2 separate regions of the Sus scrofa genome follow, and region 2 is linked to region 1. Evidence: chromatin contacts called from public promoter capture Hi-C data. All regions are on one chromosome and are shown on one strand. Each heading gives the region's core, a stretch centred on a gene start, on an enhancer-like site or on the middle of the called end of the contact. The rest is flanking DNA. Distances are from core to core; before and after follow the strand shown.

The links. Promoter capture Hi-C pulls out the DNA fragments that hold promoters and counts their contacts.
Region 2: a contact with region 1 is called in a promoter capture Hi-C map of fetal liver, with 2.7 times the contacts expected there. The contact joins the promoter of CLUL1 here to the promoter of YES1 in region 1. A contact is called at or near these places in 3 of 5 promoter capture datasets (fetal liver, fetal skeletal muscle and liver) and 2 of 47 Hi-C or Micro-C datasets (embryonic fibroblasts and liver).

What each region holds. Positions count from the first base shown.
Region 1 is chr6:105,503,980-105,509,210 of Sscrofa11.1, forward strand. YES1 (tyrosine-protein kinase Yes) reads left to right here and starts at 2,105. Exons shown (of 12, transcript XM_021096152.1): 1 at 2,105-2,337.
Region 2 is chr6:105,704,710-105,709,940 of Sscrofa11.1, forward strand. It overlaps CLUL1 (clusterin-like protein 1), which reads right to left and starts at 2,614. Exons shown (of 8, transcript XM_021097608.1): 1 at 2,509-2,614; 2 at 966-1,114. The coding sequence starts at 2,614.

The DNA of each region.
Region 1 (5,231 bases), core at 855-3,354:
ATTGATTTTTTTTGAGGCTGTGAGTTTAGGACAAGAAAAATATCTCAGGAATCCCCACCATGGGACAGTGGGTTAAGAATCTGACTGCAAAAAAAAAAAAAAGAAGAAGAAGAAGAAGAAGAATCTTGACTGCAGTAGTTTGACTTCCGTCACCACAGAGGTCCAGGTGTGATCCATTTGGGGTGCAGTGGTTAAATGATCTGGCATTGCTGCAGCTGTGGTGTAGGTTGCAGCTGTGGCTGATACAGTCCCTGGCCTGGGAAATTCCATATGCTGGCCATACAATTGAAAAAATATATCTCAGAATTCCCTGTGGCTTCTGTGTTAAGTATCCAATGCTGTTACTGCTGTGGCTTGGGTCACTGTTGTGGCTTGGATTTGATTCCCCCACGGGTGAACTTCCAAATACCACCAGCATGGCCAAAAACAAATCTGTATGCATTTTTTTTTACATGAAAATTTTATTGCCCAAGAAAATTAAGGGCAAATGATGTTTCAGAAGCTAAATCAAATAATAAAGCACCATGTTACATGTACCTTTTAATGTGAATGCCTATGCTTATCTTTGGTACATTTAATGAGCTGAAATTTTTTTTTCAAACCCTTATATGCATTTACTAAGTTCCTAGAATATCAGAATACTGACACGTGATGGTACTACTTCATATTTGTCGAAGATGTTTCTGAATTTCGCTAAAAACCACAAAGGAAACCAACAGCCCCAACATTGTTGTGATAATCCCACCAAAGAGGAAATACGAAGAGGAAGTTAATCTGAGTCTGAGAGGGCAGAAGTGATTTTAGCAGAGGATTCAGCCCTTTCAGACACTGAGTGACCCTCAGTTTTTTTTGTTTTTTTTTTTTTTTTGGCTTTTTGCTATTTCTTTGGGCCGCTCCCGCGGCATATGGAGGTTCCCAGGCTAGGGGTCTGATCAGAGCTGCAGCCACCGGCCTACGCCAGAGCCACAGCAATGCGGGATCCGAGCCGCATCTGCAACCTACACCACAGCTCACGGCAACGCCGGATCGTTAAGCCACTGAGCAAGGGCAGGGACCGAACCCGCAACCTCATGGTTCCTAGTCGGATTCGTTAACCACTGCACCACAACGGGAACTCCCTGACCCTCACTTTTAATCTCAGCTTCTTCGGGACCCTCTCCTTTTCTTCTCCATCGGCGACTCACTACAAGGCCAGTAGGAAAAGGTGCTTGGATGCAGGTGAGCAGGATTCCAGTTGGGGCTGCTCCGCGTTCGTCGGGGTGGCAGTCTCAGTTTCCACAACTGTCGAACAGGACAATACCTGTCCAGTTCCTTCGTTGGGATCTTGCCACGATCGCCTAAGAATACGGTCTCCTAAAACAAGCCAAAGCCACCATTACTGGGAGAGTCGCCAACAGAACTCGGCTTGGGTTCCCTCTCTCCGCAAGGCTGGTTCGACCAATAGTCAACAGGAAGCTCCTGGGGCTGGGACAGGATCCCTGGATCGGAAGGAGGCCAGACGCGAACGTTTTTTGGACGGCAGTCAGGACCGTGATGAGGGTGTTAGTAACGCCCCTCTGGCTCACGCGGCTGGCTGAGATTTTACTACCAACGACAAAGGGTGCGGAAGCATAGCGCTGAGGGGCAAGCACCCAACTCACCATTTCCCCCCTCCCCCGTGCCTACCCCGCAAAGACAAAGCCCCCGGCAACTACAGAGAGCCTGGCGAAGATAAGGGGAAACTACGACGGGGTGGAAGCGAACTCCCGCTCCATCTCCCGCCGCAGCCGAGCGGGCGGCCACAAGGTCCGCGGGTGGGGAGGGGGCGCTGTGGTACTGCGCTCCTCGTGGAGAAGCGCCTCCTCCTCACGCCCCCTTAGCCTGCGCCGCCTCGGGAATCCGCCCCGGACCCCGCCGCCATGTTGGGTCGGGAGAAGTAACTCGGACTCGCCGCTGACCCCGACCGCCGGAGGGCGGCCAACAGCCCAGGAGGGGCGCGTGCGGAGGCCGGAAGGCGGGGTCGCTGGAGCTCCGCGCCGCGCGAGTTCCGGTGACCGGTCGGCAGCGCAGGTAGTCCTCGCCCCCGCCCCCGCGCAGGGGGCGGAGCCTGGAGTGAGGGCGGGCCCCGCACGGGGAGGAGGCGGAGCGTGAGGCCGAGGGGTGGGAGAGCCCGGGAATTCCCTCCTCCTGAAGTAGCGAGTCCTCCGCTGGCTGTGCAATCGTTCCTGCCGCCGGGCGCCTGGGACGAGGAGGTGGAGGAGGGAGAGGGCCCCGCGGGCCTCGCCTCCGCCCGCCGCCCCCTCCCCGCCAGCCCTCCCCGCCGTCGCGGCGACTCATGCGAGCGCAGCTGGAGGGCAGGTAAGGACCTTTCGGGGCCCCGCGGGGGGAGGTGGCCGACCCCGGCCCACAGCAGTAGGCCCCGGCGCCCGGAGGCGCCGCTGCTCCCCGCCCCCGCCCGCTCCGAGTCGGGAAGTTGGGGAGAAACTTCTCCCCTCCCCCGGCCCCGCTAGCCCGGCGGGTGTGTCTCCTTCCCGGCGCTACCTGCTTGCCCCCAGCCTGGGTCTCCGCCCCGTCCAGCCCTTCTCCATCCCGCCCTAGTCCGCCCTAAGGTCCTCGCTGCGCTGGGACATCCGCACAAGCGTCTATAAGGTCGTGCGGGCCGTCGGCCAAGGGGGCAGCGAGGTTTATTTTGGCCGAAGTTAGGGGTGAGGGCTGTGGCCTCTTTCCGACCCAGGGGTCGGGGGTCTGCGCGTTGGCGGACGCCGGGTGGCAACTGTGCCGGGAGAGCGGGCGTGGTTGGGGGGAGCGAGTGGGTGAGCCTCTCGCTGCACTTGGTTTGATTGAAAACCGCAACATGTTAAAGTTTTCCTTTGTTTTGGGTTGGGGGTTGGGAAATATGCCGTTCTGCGGGCACTTTTACATTGTTTTGCAGTTCTGCCTCCCATTTGGTTCGGTTCTCTGTCCGCATGTGTTAAAGAAAATTTTGTTTTTAATATGTTTTTCTTTTTGGTAATTGCTTTCCGCTTTTGCTTCATTGGACATGGGGCAGCGTTGTTTTAAGAAGCTCTTCGAAAATCAAGTCCGATGTAGAGACCGCTTTAATTTTTGCTGTGTGGTGGTTGAATTATTTTCTGCTTAATTAAAACAGGCATGGAATGACAATTCATAAATTATTAAAGAAATGAAAAGTTGAGTCTCCATTCGAATAAAACTTTATGTTCATGCCATTATCATGGGAACATACATAGTTTCCACTGGTATGTGTGTTCACATAGATGATTTCACATATACCTATATGTGATTGTAGTATATTCGTGTATTGCAGCTGCAGGATTGCAGTACCAAAGTTATCTTGATAATTCTAGTGTGTTTAAACCATCCTGTTAAATGTTTATAGTTAAATTACATGAGGAGGAAAATATTACTATATATGTACATGTAAGTGTGCATTTAAAGCAAAGAAAGTATGTGGCAAATCTAATATCTTAGCTAGCACAATGGTTGGCACACAGTGGACAGGAAACAACATTTTGAATGGACAGGTAATGGAGTGTCTTGTATTAGAAGCCAAGGATCTTGTATGTGTCACATGATTTTCATATATTGGTCTATATTGTATGTCAGTAAACCATATTTCTGTTTTGTTAATACTCTAGACCCCTGCCATAGCTGACCCTTTAATAAAAGGAAGTTTAATTGTACTTTAATTTTTGGACATTAGCTAAACCTCAGTGGAGATTTTGAATGCTGGTTGAAAATTCATTGGTTCCTAAACTTGGGGAGAAAAAAAAAGACTGCGATCTGATTCCAAGTACAAGACAGTACAGTTCATATCTATGTTTCCAGGATAAAATATGAAAGCGCTCTTAAAATATGTATTCTGCTGTAACCACCATAATGTTATAATAGCTTTAATTTTGCAGTATGCTTTTGCTGACTTCATAAACCACAAAATTGACTCCTTTCTGTTCAACCAAAAGTGAAATTACAGCTTTGACCTATCTTCTGGGATAGGTGGAATTTGTCTTACAGCTGATGTATAATATTAATGTATGGTTCAAGTTTTTTTTTTTTTTAATCAGTAAATCCTCAAATTGAAAAATAATCGTCTATGCAAATCAATCTCCTTCATGTTATGTAACATTAAAAGAATAAATATCCTAAAGGAATAGTAATGACCCATTGTAATGAAATATTACCAACACATGGTGTAAGACTTGTTTATGTAGAGTTGCAATTTGCATCTTTTTAGGCAGTAAATAGTTTATTAATGTGAGTAATTTTTCTTAATATATTTAGCTCTTAACCTAGTGATTCTGTTTAGCATAGATATCATTAGTTCCTATTAGCATTATATTTAAAAAGAGCCTAATATAAAAAAATTTTGGTACTATTTCTTTTTATAAAAAACTTTTAAAGAGAGCGGTATTAAGGTTTGAGGTCCAGGAATGCAAACTTGGGTGATAAAGCTATGTATTTTTTAAGAATCTGCAAGGAAGTGATTTCTGTAAAAAGTACTGATAAGAGAGGAAGGAGGAAGTTGTGATTGGGACCTGGCTCCTGAAGTGGTGGCAAAGTTCTACCTGATGGTGGTTGCAAGGGTGTTGGCTTTCGTGTGTAATTCATTAAGCCGTATGTTTATTCTGAGTGCCTTTCTGTGTCTGTAGTTTAGTTTATATGAAACTGCCCCCCCCCCCTTCAAGACGCCTATGTGTAATGTACTTTGTAAGGTTCTTCCACTAAAGGACTTAATATTTGGTGACTGACTTAAGAACACTGCCTGAGCTGCCCTTTGCAAACAGGATTAGACCTGTTAAATCACAACTAGCATATGCCAGTAGTTAGTGTATGTAACTACTTTCACATGTGAATAGCATGTTAATTATGTTAATATTTTGAGGGAAGACTCCAGGTTTTACTAACTTTAATTTCAATTTTTGTATGTTGTGACAAATGGTAATCAAAAAATGTTTATTAAACTAGTGGACACTGTTCTGTCATCAAGTATAAAATATCCCCTATTTTTCTGAAGATTGTGTATGGTAACATGACAGTTAAAACCTACAACTTAACTGTGGCATCAGAGTAGTAATTCTTTCATTTGTTTTCAGTTTCCTGACACAGTAATTGTTCAGGTCAATAATTGCAGCCTGTGTTTTGATATTCTTAAGGGTATCTTAAAGTTCTCAGCATAAAATAAGTTTTTGTGTACCTAAAGGAATAGTATGTTTTGTTTCAAGTGACAAAAATGC
Region 2 (5,231 bases), core at 1,364-3,863, 200 kb after region 1:
CCCTAAGTGTATTTTGTATTAATTAATCATGGTAGCAATCCACGTGTCTAATTTATAAATAACATACATATCTTCAGGAGTGAATACTAACAGTAATTATGGTATTAGGGATGGGAGAACAAAAAACTTTGGAGGCCACTGATCTAGCTGAAAACTCCACAGACACTTTTGACTCAATATTTCCAACTTGGAAAGGACCAAGGATAAAGGATTTTTTTTTTTCCTTTTGCTTTTTGGGGCTGCGCCTGTGGCATGGAGGTTCCCAGTCTAGGGGTCCAGTCGTAACTACAGCTGCCAGCCCATGCCATAGCCACAGAAACTCAGGATCCAAGCCTCACCTGCGAACTACACCACAGCTCACGGCAATGCCAGATCCTTAACCCACTGAGCGAGGCCAGAGATCGAACCTGCAACCTCATGGTCCAAGGATAAAGGATTTTTAAGAAAGCAGAACTTCTCAGGGAGTTCCTGTTGTGGCTCAACAGTAACAAACCCCACTAGTATCCAGGAGGATTTGGGTTTGATCCTTGGCCTCACTCAGTGAGTTAAGGATCCAGCGTTGACTTGAGCTGTGGTGTAGTTCGCAGATATAGCTCGGATTCCACATTGCTGTGGCTGTGGCGTATGTAGGCTGGCAGCTGCAGCTCTGATTCAACCCCTAGGCTGGTAACTTCCATATGCTGCACCTGCAGCCCTTAAAAACAAAAACAAATAAAAAGAAAGCAGCACTTCTCAAACAACCGAAGTCCCCAAATTCTCAAGTTGGGAGTTTTTCGAAGGCCTATTCCACGAGGAATATGTTCTTTGAAGAAATTTGAAATATCCTACAAATTCTTCCTCCATTAAGCGCTGCTTTCCAGAAAATCTATGATCATGGTAAATACGTAATTCCTCCACTGCACTCAGACACGCACTATTCCTGGTCTGTGCATGTTGAAGAACAGGTATGATTTCAGGGATCGTACCTGCTTTTCCTCTCTGCATTTCTTCAGGGTTCTCATTAGGCTGCTGTGTTCCTCCTCTCTTCTTTCCATCAGGATTTTCATCTGCTTCATGCCAATCAAAGCCTTCTTCACCTCTTCATCTATATCTATCTCCCCAGCCTCAGAAAAACCTAAAAGGTTATGTTGTAGGTTTTTTTTCCTTTGAGATCCGATCAGATTACATTGCATCAGAAAACAAGGAATTCACTAATTTTTCACAATCCTCCCAACAGAGGCTTAATTTTTTTTTTTTTTTTTTTTGTCTTTTTAGTGTCACACCATGGACATATAGAGGTTCCCAGGCTAGGGGTCCAATCAGAGCTGTAGCTGCCAGCCTACACCATAGCCACAGCAATACTCAATCAGAGCTTCATCTGCAACCTACACCACAGCTCACAGCAACGCCAGATCCTTAACCCACTGAGTGAGGCCAGGGATCGAACCCGCATCCTCATGGATGCTAGTTGGGTTCACTAACCGCTGAGCCACGACGTGAACTCCTTAATTTTTTTTTTTAATAGCATCAAACTCTGAAAGCAGATCACCATAATTCAGATCTCAGCTGCTACACGGACTCGACTACCACCCAATAATACCTTCTGTTCCTCACTTAAGAGCTTCTAGCCAAGTCAGAGTCAATTTAACCCCATTCTTATCATTTTCCTCAGAGCCTGTTTTCATTTATCGAGTTTTTTTTCCTTTCCTTTAAAACCCAAGTGTGTTTAGATTAGAGAAAATGTTGAATTTTCTTCACAGACAATTTATATTAAATGCCCAACTGGGAGCCTCAAACACATTGAACACTTTCCCTTTCTTTCAGCTTCAGTTACCTTCCCTGGAGGCATCAAATCTAAAAGTATCTCATATAATACAAGATTCTTTAATAACCTACTGGACATCTCTTACACCCTTTTAATAAGCATTTAGTGCGTATGAAATTCATTGCCATTGTCTCTTCACAATAGCCAATGTGGCCACCAAAGAAGCTTAATCTTGCCTCCAAATTTAATTATATAGATCCCCAAGAGGAACACTTAAACTCACTATTTCTAAGTGTTAGGTACCCAAAGCATCCATCAAGCAAAGGCCACACATTAATGAGCACAGACCAACCGGATTCAATGTCGTTACAACCTATTCTTTCACTGTCTCAAGACTAATGGCATGGATTACTTTAATTGTTTAAATTTTTCAAATGCTTGAAAAGAATTTCACTGTTCATTAAAAACTGTGCTCAGAAGACACCAAACATCTGGATGAGACCAAGCAATGCTGCCGAAACGTTGGCAAGTTTTATCTCCGTGATAGCAAACATCTGGCTATGCGATAGCCATTGGAATGTTCTATTTTTATCCAGATGTTGGGCGTCGTGTCTACTTGGCTTAAGTGCCTGGAGAATGGCTCACCGTGAAACTAGAGGGAGTCCTAAACACAGTTATCTCTCAACTGTAAATCACCGTAAATGCCAGTAGGACGTGCAAACAGGCACACAGGACACAGTGCAGATAAAGAAACCAAAACTTACCCTTCAGGTTTCCACGGATGGCAGTTTTGTCCTCCCAAATAGGTGCACAGTGACAATCTTTCAACCACAGCAGATACACAATAAACACCAGGAGTGGCAGCTTCATGGTTCCACAGTTACTGCAAAGGAAAAATAAACCTGCATCAAATGGCTTAAGTTAGTTTCTTGTGGCAGCAATTGAAAACACATGGTGATCCAAAGTGTTTTTCTGTCAATTTTTCTTTATGACTTGAGACAATGTATGCTAATATGGCTGAGACAAAAGGAGACTTGAAATCTAAATACATTAAAAAAAAAGACAACACAAGCACTATTTTGTTTACATTTTTCCTAACAGTTAAATAAGACCATCATCTGAAGCTTTTGAAATTTAAGGCAACCAATAGTGTGGATCACAGCCCCATAGAAGCCAAATTTCACTTTCTTTCCTTATCAATAGCAAACATCTCCAAACACAGAATTAATTAATTAAAATATGTTGGCAGATTGCTTTTTCTCCAAAATTCTGAGTCCTTAATTAAGTTTTTACCTAGATGGTTTACTACTTATTTTTTAATGAAAGCAGAAACAGCCTCAGATTTTTCTGATACATCTTATAAAACTCATCAAGATACCCGAAACAGGCAGAGTTAAATTTTCTTTCTTCTCAGGTAATCAATTTTCTTTTAAATCTAATTTTATATACATTAGCTGTAAACATTCCAAATAACAATGCATGCTTTAATAAAGTTGTATCTGTAAAATAAGTTAGATTATCTTGTCTCTTCCCAAAGAGGATGTTTATCTGCTTTATGTATATTCATTATTTTGGGGAAAAAAATGCTCCATTATTTAACCAACACTTGGAATGTCTTTTAAAAATACCAGTAGTTACAAAGCTATCACATTTTACATCTACATTTACCATTTGGACTAATTCTTCTCTTTCTATTAAGACTCTATTTACCAGATGAAATTTTAATATATTTACCACTAACTTTGCAGGCTCTCCCCCAGTGAATTTTCCACCAGCTTCTGGAAGGACCCTCACCTTTCTCTGATTTAATTTTCATCTGTGTCAGGGATTTACCCTTGTTCTATTAATTTGATGACACAGTTCTTAATCCTATTAACCTAACATTTTGAGATTAAGAGTATGGTTTAAAATGTGGTAGGGTTTAGAAAGAAACACTAGAGGGCGGGCTGTCTACACGATCAGGAACAATGACCTTGAGATACTTTAAACACGCAAAATTTTTTTTTTTTTTAAATGTGGAACGCTTCGCCAAATTTGCCAGTCATCCTTGCGCAGGAACCATGCTAATCTTCTCTATATGATCCCAAGTTTAGTATATGTGCTGCCATAGTGAACAGACACAAGTATGTTTTGATAGACATTAAAGCCTTAAAAAATTTATTTTAATTTGAATTGTACTGGAGTTTCACTGTGGTGCAATGGGATCGGTGGTGTAGCTGCAGTGCCAGAATGTAGATTCGATCCCCGGCCCAGCACAGTGGATTAAAGGATCAGGCGCTGCTGTAGCTGTGGAGTGGGTTGCAACTATAGCTTGAAACTGATCCCTGGGTCAGGAGCTCCATATACCGAGGGACAGTCAAAAAAAAAAAAAAAAAAAAAAAAAAAAAGTATTACATGTATGTTTTTATATAGGCCAAATAAATTCCTTTAATTGGAAATATAAGCAGAAATATGAAATAGAGTAAATAAACTCTTCAATAAAAAACAATTTGAGGAGTTCCCATGGTGGCTCAGCGGAAACAAATCTGACTAGCATCCATGAGGATGCAGGTTCAATCTCTGGCCTCACTCGGTGGGTAAAGACCTGATGTTGCCATGAGCTGTGGTGTAGGTCTGAAGATGTGGCTCAGGTCTGATGTTGCTGTGGCTATGGTGTAGGGCTGGCAGCTATAGCTCCAATTTGACTCCTAGCCTGAGAACCCCATATGCTTTGGGGGGCAACCCTGAAAACAACAACAACAACAACAACAATTTGAAGATTATTTACATAGTTGTTTGGCATTTAAAAAATATATGCAAGCACATTTAACTAGCTAAAGTGATACAATCTAGCAGTGTAATAGCTATTTCACCACAATTTGGTAACTGATTCATTGAACTGCAAATTCAGAGACTGATTTGTTGAGAGTTACCATAGCCAGGGAGAGTCTGGGTTTCTGGCTACTGAAATCTCAAGACTGCCTTGGGGCCCCTGGGCAACTTTTGAGAGATTAGCCAATTAATACTTATTATCCCTGGTGCTTTCTAAGCAGGTCACACCGACTGTTCTGAACTGCTTCACCTGATATTCAGGGGCCCTTAGAAGTTGGTCCTTGTGTTTGAGCAACCTGCAGCCTGCAGTTTATCTCTGCTCAGCTTGGGCACCCAGATGGGCAATTATAGGACATGCTCTTGCCTACACCCCATTTCAGCTGTCTTGACTGCCTGCTAATTCTCTGCTGGAAAACAGATCAGCTCAAAGCAAAGCTTGAGCTATTATTTAAGTAGCCCAGTGTCACTTTTGAGCAACTACGAGCCACACCTACAAACAGAAGTGTCCGCTCCTGAGAGGTGATCTGTTGGCCAAGGGAAGAAGCTGCACTTTGGCTATTTTTCTCAGGAAGAGGAGAGCCCAATTCTGGAAAAGTCAGTCATAGGAAACAGTGCAGCGTCAGTGCGAACTCTGACCCCAAGAGCCTTTCTTGTTAGTTTGCTATTGTCCAGGTTT